2 separate regions of the Mus musculus genome follow, and region 1 is linked to region 2. The links are chromatin contacts, called in public HiChIP or PLAC-seq maps. All regions are on one chromosome and are shown on one strand. Each heading gives the region's core, a stretch centred on a gene start, on an enhancer-like site or on the middle of the called end of the contact. The rest is flanking DNA. Distances are from core to core; before and after follow the strand shown. Region 1 overlaps Rras2 (related RAS viral (r-ras) oncogene 2). Region 2 has its middle 24 kb from the start of Gm5600.

The links. HiChIP or PLAC-seq counts read pairs in DNA pulled down with a chosen protein or histone mark.
Region 1: a contact with region 2 is called in an HNF4G HiChIP or PLAC-seq map of pancreatic cancer cells. The contact joins two enhancer-like sites. A contact is called at or near these places in 4 of 115 datasets of contacts at active chromatin or transcription factors (T-cell acute lymphoblastic leukemia, embryonic basal ganglia, microglia and 1 more) and 1 of 9 other capture datasets (embryonic stem cells).

Annotation. Positions count from the first base shown.
Region 1 is chr7:114,063,134-114,068,708 of GRCm38.p6, forward strand. The region is part of intron 1 of Rras2 (related RAS viral (r-ras) oncogene 2); the gene reads right to left. Among named protein-coding and RNA genes, the nearest start is that of Gm51454, 29 kb to the left of the region's middle. Within about 2 kb of position 3,863, at least 103 of the 459 cell types and tissues checked have an H3K27ac peak or open chromatin away from gene starts, as enhancers often do. A contact at or near this core is called in pancreatic cancer cells, where this site is marked.
Region 2 is chr7:113,731,793-113,737,822 of GRCm38.p6, forward strand. No RefSeq gene overlaps it. Among named protein-coding and RNA genes, the nearest start is that of Gm5600, 24 kb to the left of the region's middle. Within about 2 kb of position 3,274, at least 6 of the 459 cell types and tissues checked have an H3K27ac peak or open chromatin away from gene starts, as enhancers often do. A contact at or near this core is called in pancreatic cancer cells, where this site is marked.

The DNA.
Region 1 (5,575 bases), core at 2,613-5,112, 330 kb after region 2:
AGGAGAAGGGAGAGAGGAGGAGAGGGGAAGAGAAGGGAGAGAGGAGGAGAGGGTAGAGGAGAGGGGAGGGGAGGGGGAGGGGAGGGGGAGGGAGAGGGGAGGAGAAGAGAGGGGAGGGGAGGGGAGGGGGAAGGGGGGAGAGGGGAGGAGAAGGGAGAGAGGAGGAGAGGGGAAGAGAAGGGAGAGGGGAGGAGAGGGGAGGAGAGGGGAGGGGAAGGGAGAGGGGAGGGGGAAGGGGAAGGGGAAGGGGAAGGGGAAGGGGAAGGGGAAGGGGAAGGGGAAGGGGAAGGGGAAGGGGAAGGGGAAGGGGAGAGGAGAGGAGAGGAGAGGAGAGGAGAGGAGAGGAGACACTGGCCTGCCTGCTACTGTGCTTTGCATACTTATTTTATTTTGGAAAGAAATGTTTCACATTTCATTTATATTTTAGGAGTAGCCTTAAATGTGGAGTCATTACCCATAATTCTATTTCCTTCCTGACACATTCATTTAAAGACATGAGCTATTAAACAAAGCCAGCAATGAGCCACGTGCCGACAGCAGTAGCTTTTAGTAGGAAGCGGCTCCGTCACCACCCTGTCTGCATGTCAAACAGGTATGAGAATGATCCTGAGCAGGCTTGCTGGCACTCTCTCTTCTCAGAGTGACCACAGCAGCACCTGGCAGCCTCTCTGCTGTGCTCTACCCGACATGACCTCAGTCTGAACAGATAAAGCAAGCTGCTTATACTTGCAGGGGAACGGGGCGGGAGGTGAGGGACCAGTTTCCCATGGTAGGGTCTCACGTAGCCCAGGGTTACCTTGAACTCCTAATAATCCTGCCTATACATCAAGCATTAGCTTACAGATGTGCACCTACACCTGACTCATGATGAATTTCTCAGGTGTTTCCTCACAGCAATCTGATGCTTCCTGCCTGAATCTCATGACTCCTTCCCTTTGCAGTACAAGGATAAAACTGAGCTCTGTTTGTATGCCCGACAAGGGCCCGGCTACCCCACTTCACTCCTCCATCTAAAAACACAGCGAAGGAATAAGTGAACACGTACTTGACACGTTGCTTAAGTTATGTGCTAGCTCTTCAAACATCAGTGTTCTGTGAGACTAAATGAAGGCAGCGGCATGTGCTGCTGTTGGTTTACAGGCCCTTGAAGGCCACAGCAATTGTTTGATTTTCCTTTTAGTGCCTGCACAAGTTTGCTTTGAAGGATAATTTCTAGAACACACTCTTAATATTTTAAGATTGCCACTTTCCTATCTGCTCATTAAACACATCTGCCCACATATTTTTTTCATCTTAGTGTTAGTAGAGTATACATACATGCACACACATGTTCTGTATTTCCACATACAATGTATTTGTCCACCTCTATCACCCTCTGCCTACCCCTTTTGAGTCAGTCTCTCCCTGAACCTACAACTCCCAGGTTTGTGACTAGAACAGCAACCAGATAGCATTGGCTACCTCATGTCCCTATACCCTCAGCGTTGGAGTGTACAGCACACATAGCTTGTTCCACGGATGCTGCCGTCCTAACTCTAAGCCTCAACCTTGTGTAGGAAGCAGTCTTAATTGCTGAGCCCCTTCTCTGGCCCACCACTTACACTAATCTCCAGCATAAGCCTGCTGCAGCGGTGCGCTTGCCTCAGCTACATATGTAGTTCTAGGCCAGTCTGGGATGCAGAAGACCCTGCCTTTAAAAAACAATAGAGCTGGTTGTGGTACACAGGCACACACCAGGGAGCCAGAGAAAGGTGTATCTCGGTTAGTTTGAAGTCAGCCTGATCTACAAAGTGAGTTCCAGGATGGCCAGGGCAGTTATGCAGAGAAACCCTGCCTCAAAAACAAACAAACAAATGATTGAATAAATAACTATAGATAACAAATAAAGAAAGAAAGAATAAAAAACAACACTTGAACTTAGAAACAATGAGCCAGTGGGGTTACCAATAAAACACAGTTTCTATGGCTGGAGAGATGGCTCAGGGGTTAAGACCACCTGCTGCTCCTCAGAAGGCCTGCATTCAGTTCCCAGCACCCGCATGGCCATGTGGGATCCCATGCCCATTTCTGGCCTTCATGGGGCACTGCATGTACATGGTGTGTAGACATACCTGCAGGATAAACCTTATACACATAAAATAAAAATAAATCTTTATTTTAAAGAGAAGAAAGTCTCCGGCAAAGTTGAGTTTAACTCTCACTGCTACTTCCAAGCTGCAGGATCTGAAGCCAATGTCCAGGCCGGCCCTTCAGCACTCGCAGCAAAGAGACAACACTGAGGCAGGAGCAGGCCTACCAAACCAGGGATCAAGGAGTGCAGGCAGGCTGCTGCTCTTCAGCCACAACCGTAACTGGGCTGCTGTCACCGGCAGCCACACGCTGAACCAATGGCTTTCCTCAAAGTCCAGAGCTGTGTTCCTCTGTGGTGGGGGAGGGAAGGCAGCTCTAACAACTCCAGGCCCAGTTACCCCACAGACCCTGCATGAGCCTCTGGAATGTGTGCCTGAGTGCTATGAACCCAGTGTTCTGAGTTCATAACAGTCTGAGTGTTCAGCTCCCATCCGGGCTTCTGAAAATATCCTCAGGGTCTGAGCAGTAATTACACAGATAAACACACAGGCATGAATCTATCTTGTTCATTTAGCATTTGTGTATTTGTATGTGTAAAGATTACAACCATAAAACGTACAAATGGCAATCGCTCTCCTCTTCCTCCTTAGAACCCACGGTTTGTGTTTGTTTGTTTGTTGATTGATTGTGTGTTTGGAGTGCTGGGGACTGAAACTGCAATCAGATCAGATCAGGCACGGTTCCAACACCGAGCCACATCCCCGCCCTCCTCTTTGATTTCTGAGACTCAGTCTTGCTAAGCTGCCCAGACAGGTCTTGAGCTTACAATCCTTCCACTTCAGTCTCCTACAGAGCTGAAACAAGTGTGTACCTCAGGGGACCCGTAGTTAGTTGCTTTCCACAGAACACAAAACTTTCCAGTTTGATTTGTGCCTCATTTCCCACTACCAGAACCCCTCCTGTAATTTTCCTACAATGTTTGTTTGAAGTTATATCAGTAATATGGGTGATACCCACTCTGTACCCCTTAACAGGTCCCACTGTCCCTTTGACAGAACACCCAATCTACTGTTAGGAACAACGGGGCTGTGGCTTGGTGGTAGAGCGCTTGCCAGACATGCTTAGGTCAATTCCTAACAGCAACAAAACAGTAAGAAGGATAGAGACAGGCCAACCCCAAAACACATGAAGTGTAAAACCATGCCTGCTCAGAAGGCAACACAAATTAAGAGGTATGGCTGCCACTATGCATGGGAACTGTGTTCACAGAGCCCCAGTAACTGTCCAAGGAAAAACAAACAAACAAACCCTCCAGCAGCAGATAACATGGAGGCTGGGGGACAGCACTAGAAAGCGGAAAGCAGGGTAGACCAAAAGCTACAGAAGGGAGGGTGGGTTTCCTGGGGCTTTGCCGGCAGCACATTAAAGGATATGTGGAGGGGAGTCCTGGCGAGAACAAAGGACAGGGAGACCACCCACACTGGATAAGTTATTCCACTTGCGCAGAGAGATCTACTGCCTTCCCCCATACGATCTGGTCTGGGTAAATTTGTCTGCAATAGCTACAAAATGGTACGCCCAGGTGAGCAGGCACGCTTCCATAGCCTCAGTCTGCGAACTCTCTGCTTGGCCTCCAAAGAGGACTACTCACTGGCAGCAGGCTTGGTGGAGCAGGAAAATGGGGAAGAGGTGACAAGAATGAATTGCCCTTCCGCATTCCAAGGGGCAGTGGCGACAACCACTTTCTCTTAAAGCCAGCCCGGTGTGAAAGTGCAGTTCCCAAACACTGCCACAGGGTGGAGTCTGGTCCACACCGGAGACTAGGGATCCAGCACTTGGGTTAAGTCTCACGGGCCTGGTGAGGAAAGGGGGCTGGATCAGAGGGACTACAGGACAGGGCAAACACAAGCCTGAGCATTTCTGAGCCCATGCCACACTCGGGAGGCTTGGCAGCTTTTAAAAGGACACAGTGAATAAGGAAGGGTATAATAATAAATTTTAAAAAAAAAAGTAAAAAATCTCTCAAAGTATCAGATATTGAAAGGCACAGGTGTGTTACATGGACAACAGAACTACTACATGTATCTGACAGATTCCACCCTAATTTTTTTTAAAAAAAAAAATGCAAACTGAGCCGGGCGTGATGGCGCATGCCTTTAATCCCAGCACTCGGGAGGCAGAGGCAAGCGGATTTCTGAGTTCGAGGCCAGCCTGGTCTACAAAGTGAGCTCCAGGACAGCCAGGGCTATACAGAGAAACCCTGTCTCGAAAAAACAAAAAAAAAAAAAAAAAAAAACAACAACAAAAAAATGCAAACTGTAAAAGCTACAGAGTTAGATTTGGGAAGACAGGGGTGGGGGTGGGGGATTCTGCAGAAGTGGGAGGGAGGGCAAGATCGGTTAATGGGAGTGAATACGATCAAAATGAGTAGCTATCACTTAGTCATTATTGTATAATTCATACATGCTAATAAAATGAAGAGAACTGCATAGTCAAATCGAGAAGCTAAGGGTTCATGCCCTCATCCTGAGCTGACCTCAGGAAACTTTCTAGGCCTCCTCCTTCTTTCTCCCTCTTCCCTGCTCCTGCCCTCTCTCAGCTACACACGTACATTAAAAAACAAACAAACAAACAAACAAAAACAAAACAAAACAAAACAAACAAAAAAAAAACCTTAAATCATCCATTCCTTCCCCCACCCAGCCAGAATGTAAGCAGGGTAAAGACAGGAACACTGCCAGAGAGGAAGGAGAAGGCCTTCCCCAGCAAATCACAGGCCAGGCAAGACCTGCAGGCAGTGCGGCTGCGCATCTGCCTTGCTTATTACTCAGTAGATTTTCTCATTTATCCTCACAAGGACCCTCCAACAGATTCCCCCCTTTTACAAACATTTTTACATCAGAGAACTGCACTACTTCTTCAAGGCCACTCAATAAACAAGCAGGAAGACTACGGTTTAAATTCAGACCCAATGCTAATAAGGTCATCAGAGCCTAAGAATTATTATTTAATAAAAATTCACTGAATACCAAATTTTCTATTGGCCTATAAAATAAGGAAGAATATTTCCAAAAATATGAGAAAAGGCAAGATTTATAAACCCACACCCCTGTCATCTTCTTGAGGTCCTGCCCAGTTCTCTTGGGAGGGGATTCTGAAACAGTCTAGATGCAAAGTCCTTAAGAGCCTACCCTGAACACTGAAATTCAGCATGGCCCTACAGACACTTTTACCCACAGAACAAGTTTTACATTTCCCTATGACAAAATAGAGCAGAACCTGAGATTTGGTAGCTGCTTGGTTTCTTGATTAGAGGATTTATAAAGGCTGGCTGCAGGCAGCAAGGCGAGACGATGCATGATTATGCAGTCAGGGGATTGAAAGTCAAGTCCAGAAGCCACGCTGGACAGATGCCTGAGCCCTTAGGCGAACTGAATAACTCTGCAAGGGCGGAAGAGGTGGCTGAGCAGGTAAGAGCACTTGCTACTCTTGCAGAGGACCAGCG
Region 2 (6,030 bases), core at 2,024-4,523:
AATCCGGAAAATGATTGGACCTCCTAGTGTAAGACACTACACTATGCCTCATGACTAAGAGCAGGCACTGGAAAAGTTGGAAAGAATTGTGGAGATGGAGGTAGAGAGACCTAGAGAAGATTCCTCAGGCTGTCTGTAGACCCAAGAATGTGTGGAGATGTCTGGGCTCTCAGGAAGTCAGCTAGCTTCCTTTCATTCTCTATCCCTCGACCTCTTCATCTTGTCCAAACTTAGTATTGAACCAGAGAGAATCACTTGATCAATTCCACTGATGAGGAAGTTGGTCATGAAGAGAACAATAGTCAGCCCAGATTTACAGAGCTTTGGGAGGTATGTTAGGGCTGGGATTTGAACCTAGGCACTCAGATATCAGAGACTGGGTAAATAATTATCCATAATGGCACCATCACCATCTTGAGGGGGTTGCTGGAGAGCAATGGATTCCATTCTCTTTGTGTCTCAGATTGTATTCAGAGGCCATGCTAGTTCATCTGAGAGGCTGGAGCCATCCAGATGCTACATGAGTTTGGACCCTGCTTGGGGACTCAGTGGAGTCCACAGTGGCACACAAAGGAGGAACTGGGGGACTATGAAGCTCTTTACTGCTTGACACTGGCTCCCTGGCTCCTCTTCCTACCTAGGGATGTGAGCATCATCCCTTGTCTGCAGCTAGTAAGCTCTTAAGGCTGTGTCATTCTGATTGTGTCCTTGTTCCTGCAGCCAACTGTTTATAGACATTACAGAATGTCTGTGGTATGTTCTTGTGTATGAGCTTCATGTGTGTTCAATGCTAAGTTACACAAGAGCCAGATTCAAAAAATTTCGAGAAAATGATCAAATTCACAGGGATGCCTAGCATAGAAATTCCATTTCTTTGCTCATAATTTTGCAATAATGTTTTTAAAATAAGCTGTTTCTTTGCCCCCGCAACCTCCAGGTAGTACATAATAAAGGCTCAACTGTCTGCAGGTCGTTCACTTAAAGTACCTGACCATCCTTCAATAGTTCTGAAAAAGCGTGAGGAGCTAGTTGCAGCATGTATTTAATTTAAAGCCTGAAATACAAGTGCAGAGTGGGGGCCACTAATGTGTTAGGATTCAGGTACTATCTATGCTTGTAACTGTCACAGGGGGCGAGGGGGGGGAAGGAGACCATCACAGAGACAGAGCTGGGGTGTTCCACTACACAAAAGAAAGAGCCTTCTGAAACCATCTCCTTTTTTATTTTGACAGTGAGCTATGCCAGGTGGCCAATTTGAATGACCATTAATCAGGGCAACGGGATGTCAAAGGAGTAGGGAGTCATTAGGAAAGGTATTGTCCCTGGAAAGTTTTGCGATTTGCCAAATTAATTCTTATCTGAAGAGACTCGTGAGGTTCCGAGTGACATATGCACCATTTACTCCATCCGAGCCAGGGTGGCTGGGCTCTTAGGCACCTGAGAGCCAGGGTTGGTCTCCATTCAAAAGGGTCAGCTCCATGATGGGCCATCTTAAGGACAGCAGAGGGACAGTATCTATCTGCAGAAGTGAGTGTAAAGTAAGGGGCAGAGTGAGCTGAAAGCCCTAGGGGCTGGTGTCAGCCGGGGGCAGGCCATCCTTGTAAGGCTGCTCATGGCTTGACAGGAGCATGGTTCCACATCTTCAATAAGAAGCTTCTACTCGAGGCGAAATGCCCAGTCTTCAAGGGACAGAGTTTAACTTGCTCCCCCAGAGACCTCGAACATTTCGATTAAACTGTAAAACTGTCAGGAAAGGCAGCATGAAGATTAATAGATAACGTTCTTTAGCACTTTAATTTTGTAGAATTCAAAATGTAAGAAAATGAATTTCCTGGCCTCTCGCCAAAGCAGATATAAATAAATAGAGATCTAGGTTCTAATTCCTGAGAATTTTAATAAAGAGAAATATTTATGGTTTAAAATTACCCCTGAAATTATGCAGCAGAGAATAGATAGTTTATGACTTCAGAGAACAAAAAGAAACTTGCAAATACTTGGTGTTGGCAGATCAATTAAGTGGCAATACATGCTACATTATAATTTTAATCACCATGAAATTAAAATATGGTAATGAGCGTTAACATGACTTCATCCTTTCAAACTATGATTTAATTTATGGAATTCTTCTTGACTGCTGCCTTATTTCTCGGGTTCTTTCTGTCTTGATCCGCAGGCATCTTTAGATTACACCCTTTCCGGTAGATATTATTCAAGACAGCCACTAACTAAATGAGCTCTTCTTTCCTTATCAATTAAGGATCTTGTAGGCTATTCTTACTCATTTTAATTTAGTTCTTTTCCCTGCATAAAATATGCAGGGAATTAGAATAATTTTTTTTTAAAGCAGAAAGGCCTCTCTTTGGTTTCCATATGGTGTACTTTTCCCACTGACACATAAAAGCAGGCCAAATGTCATTTTGCTTTTCTCAAGGTCACCTTCCTTGAGCATATTTAAGGGTAGGAGCAGAGTCTGTTCTTGTTGTCATTGTAGCTGCCACACGGACAGTACTACTTCCCTTGCCTCTCTGCTGTGCACCTGTGATGTCCCAACTCCACCGTGTCCTCAGTGAGGAAGTCAGCTAGCAAAGACCACATTCCCCCTTTGCCATTAAAACCTTTAATTCTAAGCACCTACTTACAAAGCTCCTTGTTGGTGGGTTTAAAACGTATGTCCAAAGGCAAGAAAATGGTTTACTAGCAAATCAGAACCTCTCATGGCTGCCCATCAGCTACAGGACAGAGTGAAATTTTCTATGAATTAGTCCTGTTTAGGTGGGCAGCCTTGTCTCCAGCACTCCCAGTGTTGTATGACATACTCTGCCATCTCCATCAACCCACGCACACCACGGTGTTCATGCCCCCTTGTCTTTATCTGTTTCAGTCGCGGTTCTGTGTGCCCTCTTCTTGTTGCCTTGGATCCTGCCTGCTCAGCTTTTATCAGGACTAAGGAAGTATCTTCAGGGAGCTTTTTCTGAAATCCAGGCTAACAGCATGAGATGCTTTTGTGCTGCAAGATGCTCGGAGGAAACTGGTAAAGGGACCTCTTTGCTGGCTTTCTATTGCTGTGGTAAATACCACGATCAAAAGTGATGTGGGGAGGAAAGGGTTAATTTAATCTCAAAGCTTACAGTCCATCATGGAGGAAACTCGGGGCAGGAAGTCAAGGCAAGAACCTGAAGCCAGGAACTGAAGCAGAGGCCTTGGGGACATGGTGACTGTTGGCTTTCTCTTAGGGCTCATGGTTAGCTACTCTATACCTCCCAGGACTATCTGCCCAGGGTGGAGCCACTCAGAGTGGGCAGGGCCTCACACATCAATCATCAATCAAGAAAAAGCCCCACACAAGTCAATCTGATGGAGACATTTGCTCAGTTGAGGTTCCCTCCTCTGAGATGACCCCAACTTGTGCCAAGTTGACAGAAAGCAAAGAGTACAGGGAGAAAGTACTTCAGGTGGAACTTTTGAAGGATTCCTGTATTGTAAAGCATGGAAGGCTGTTTACATCATGATGAACCAAGAAACAGAAAGAACCCTTGGGAACAAGAGTTGGGCTATAACCTTCAAAGCCCAGCCCCAGTGACTCACTTCTGCCAGGTCATAAGGATTCAATGTGGTTTCTAAATAGTACCACTGGCTGGGACATAATCACTCAAAATGTGGGCTTGCAGTTCAGAGTCAAGCCCTACCACAACCTCAGGTACACTTTCTTGTCTTTCTCCTGGGGTGCTTCTACATCCTGCATAGCCCTGTCACTGACAGTGACACTGGGAAGGTCAGTCTCCTTGTCCCCTTCCCTGTGTCCTGAGGTTGGCAGCTCCCCACACTCCCGACAATACTTAACCATTCTCATTACCTGAGGGAGCACAACAGACATGTGTCGAACTGAATTAAATTGAATTCCACTGTAGTGAGTATTTTTCTCTATTTACTGTCGGCCTTAAATTTGGGTTGTGTGGAATTTTGACATAGAGTACTTTTTAATTTTTATGGAGTTGAAAGTATTGATCTTTGTGTGATTTCTTCTATTGATTTTGAGCTTTAAAAAAAAATGAAGGACTAGTTTTTAAGAGACTCTTTATGACTGAGCTGAGAAATTTTGCCATCTCACTGTTCTCACTGAGAGGAGGGGCAACATGAGGCGGAGACAAAGGAGATGCCCTTCTCAGAAAGCCACAGCTCTTTTCCTGTTCTTCCCAGTAAAGAATGGTATCTGGGTCAAATGCACAAGTAACATTTTGTGTCTTGGCTTTTATGGTTTCCATTGGTCCGTGAAAGCAACCATCTTCAGGCTAAGCAATTCCATTTGTCTTTGGGCCTCTAAGGACAGTCTCTGTGTTGAGAGCTCTTGGATGAAAGAAAAATAGCAACTTCGGCTGTTTTACTGTTTGCTGATTTTATTTTCTCAATATGTAAAATGGCAACTGGCTCAGCAGACTTGGCTGGCCTGGCTCAGAGTGCTCTGCCCTTTGGGTCTTTATCTGAAATGTTAGCTCTCCCCCTGGGACCAGCTCCAGGGTCAAGGCCTAGGTAAGAACTTTCTCTGGTCAGCTTCCTCTCCTTCTAAACCTCTCCTTCTCTCCCATCAATCCCACAGCAAGTCCACACAAAGGCGTGGATGGTCTCTCCTTCAGTGGTTCACTTGTGGTTCAGAAATAACTAGGTTAACACCGACGGGCTCTCCGCTAATAGTGAGCCACATAGGCATGAGCCCAGACCTCGTGGAACCCATAGCCTAGCAGGGGAGCCTGCCACTTAATAACTAACTAATTACACATTTAATTGCAAACTTGCAGGTTGCTACGAAAGAAACTGTGTAGGAGGATAAGAGAATGCATAAAAGAGGGATGAGGGGAAAGTATTCAAGAGAGACTTCATTGGGAAATGATATTTTAAGGTTGAGCGAGTGGGTGGCAGTAAGTAGCATGGAAGATGGGGGGGGGGGGTACAGGGGATGCCAGGCAGGAGAAGACATGTGCAAAGTCCCTGGGGCATATGGCTGTCTAAGGATGCTGCCCTGCCTAGAGAGGGTACCAGCACAAGAGTTCTAGTTAAGAACAGTGAAGATAATGGTACTTACTAAATAGGTGATATGGTAATGTGTGCAATGATGTTTCTCTTCGGTGTTCTAACGTGCTCAGCTTTTGATATGGAAGCATCTGGACTGAGATTGACACCTGTCAATCACTGGTGAGACAGAATAGGATCATGCTGAGAAAAGAGCTCTGGAGTCAGACAGCGTTTAAATCAGCATCCTTTATACCAGGTGTGTAATCCTGGGGACCTTGCTTACTTTTCCTATGCCTTATTTCTTTCGTCTGCAAAATTTAACCATCATAATGATTACAATAGGAAAAATAAAGAGTTCCCATCTCATAGGATAACTGCAGCTCCCCATATAAGCTGCAGATGAGACTTTAAAAAAATAAAAATAAAAAAACAAAACTCCTCCTAGGCCAAGTGTGGTGGTGAACATTCACTCCCAACACCGAGAAGGCCAGGGGAGCAGGCTCAGAAGTGTGAAGTCAAGATGGGAGTTCCAGCCCTGCATGGGTTACATAGTATAAGACTCTGTGACAAAACCAGAAGCAAAAAGAAAGAATTAGAAATAAGAGAGAGACAGAGAGACAGAGAGAGACAGAGAGAAACAGAGAGACAGAGAGACAGAGAGACAGAGAGACAGAGAGACAGAGAGACAGAGTTAGCGGTGAAAGCCTATACCGCTCTTGCAGAGGACTCCAGTTTGATTCCTAGCACACATCTCTCAAACACATGTAACTCCAGTGCCAGGGATCTGACACCCTTTTCTGGCTTCTAAGGGCCCCTGTACACACATGGCACACATTCAAACACACACACCACACACCACACACACACACACACACACACAGAGAGAGAGAGAGAGAGAGAGAGAGATATGAAAAACTAATACAGTAAACCTTTTCTTAAAAATAAAAGAATAAAAATTTTCATCACACAGCAAAACCATGCAATAGCTGTGAATTTTTCAACACCATTAGATAAGTGAATATC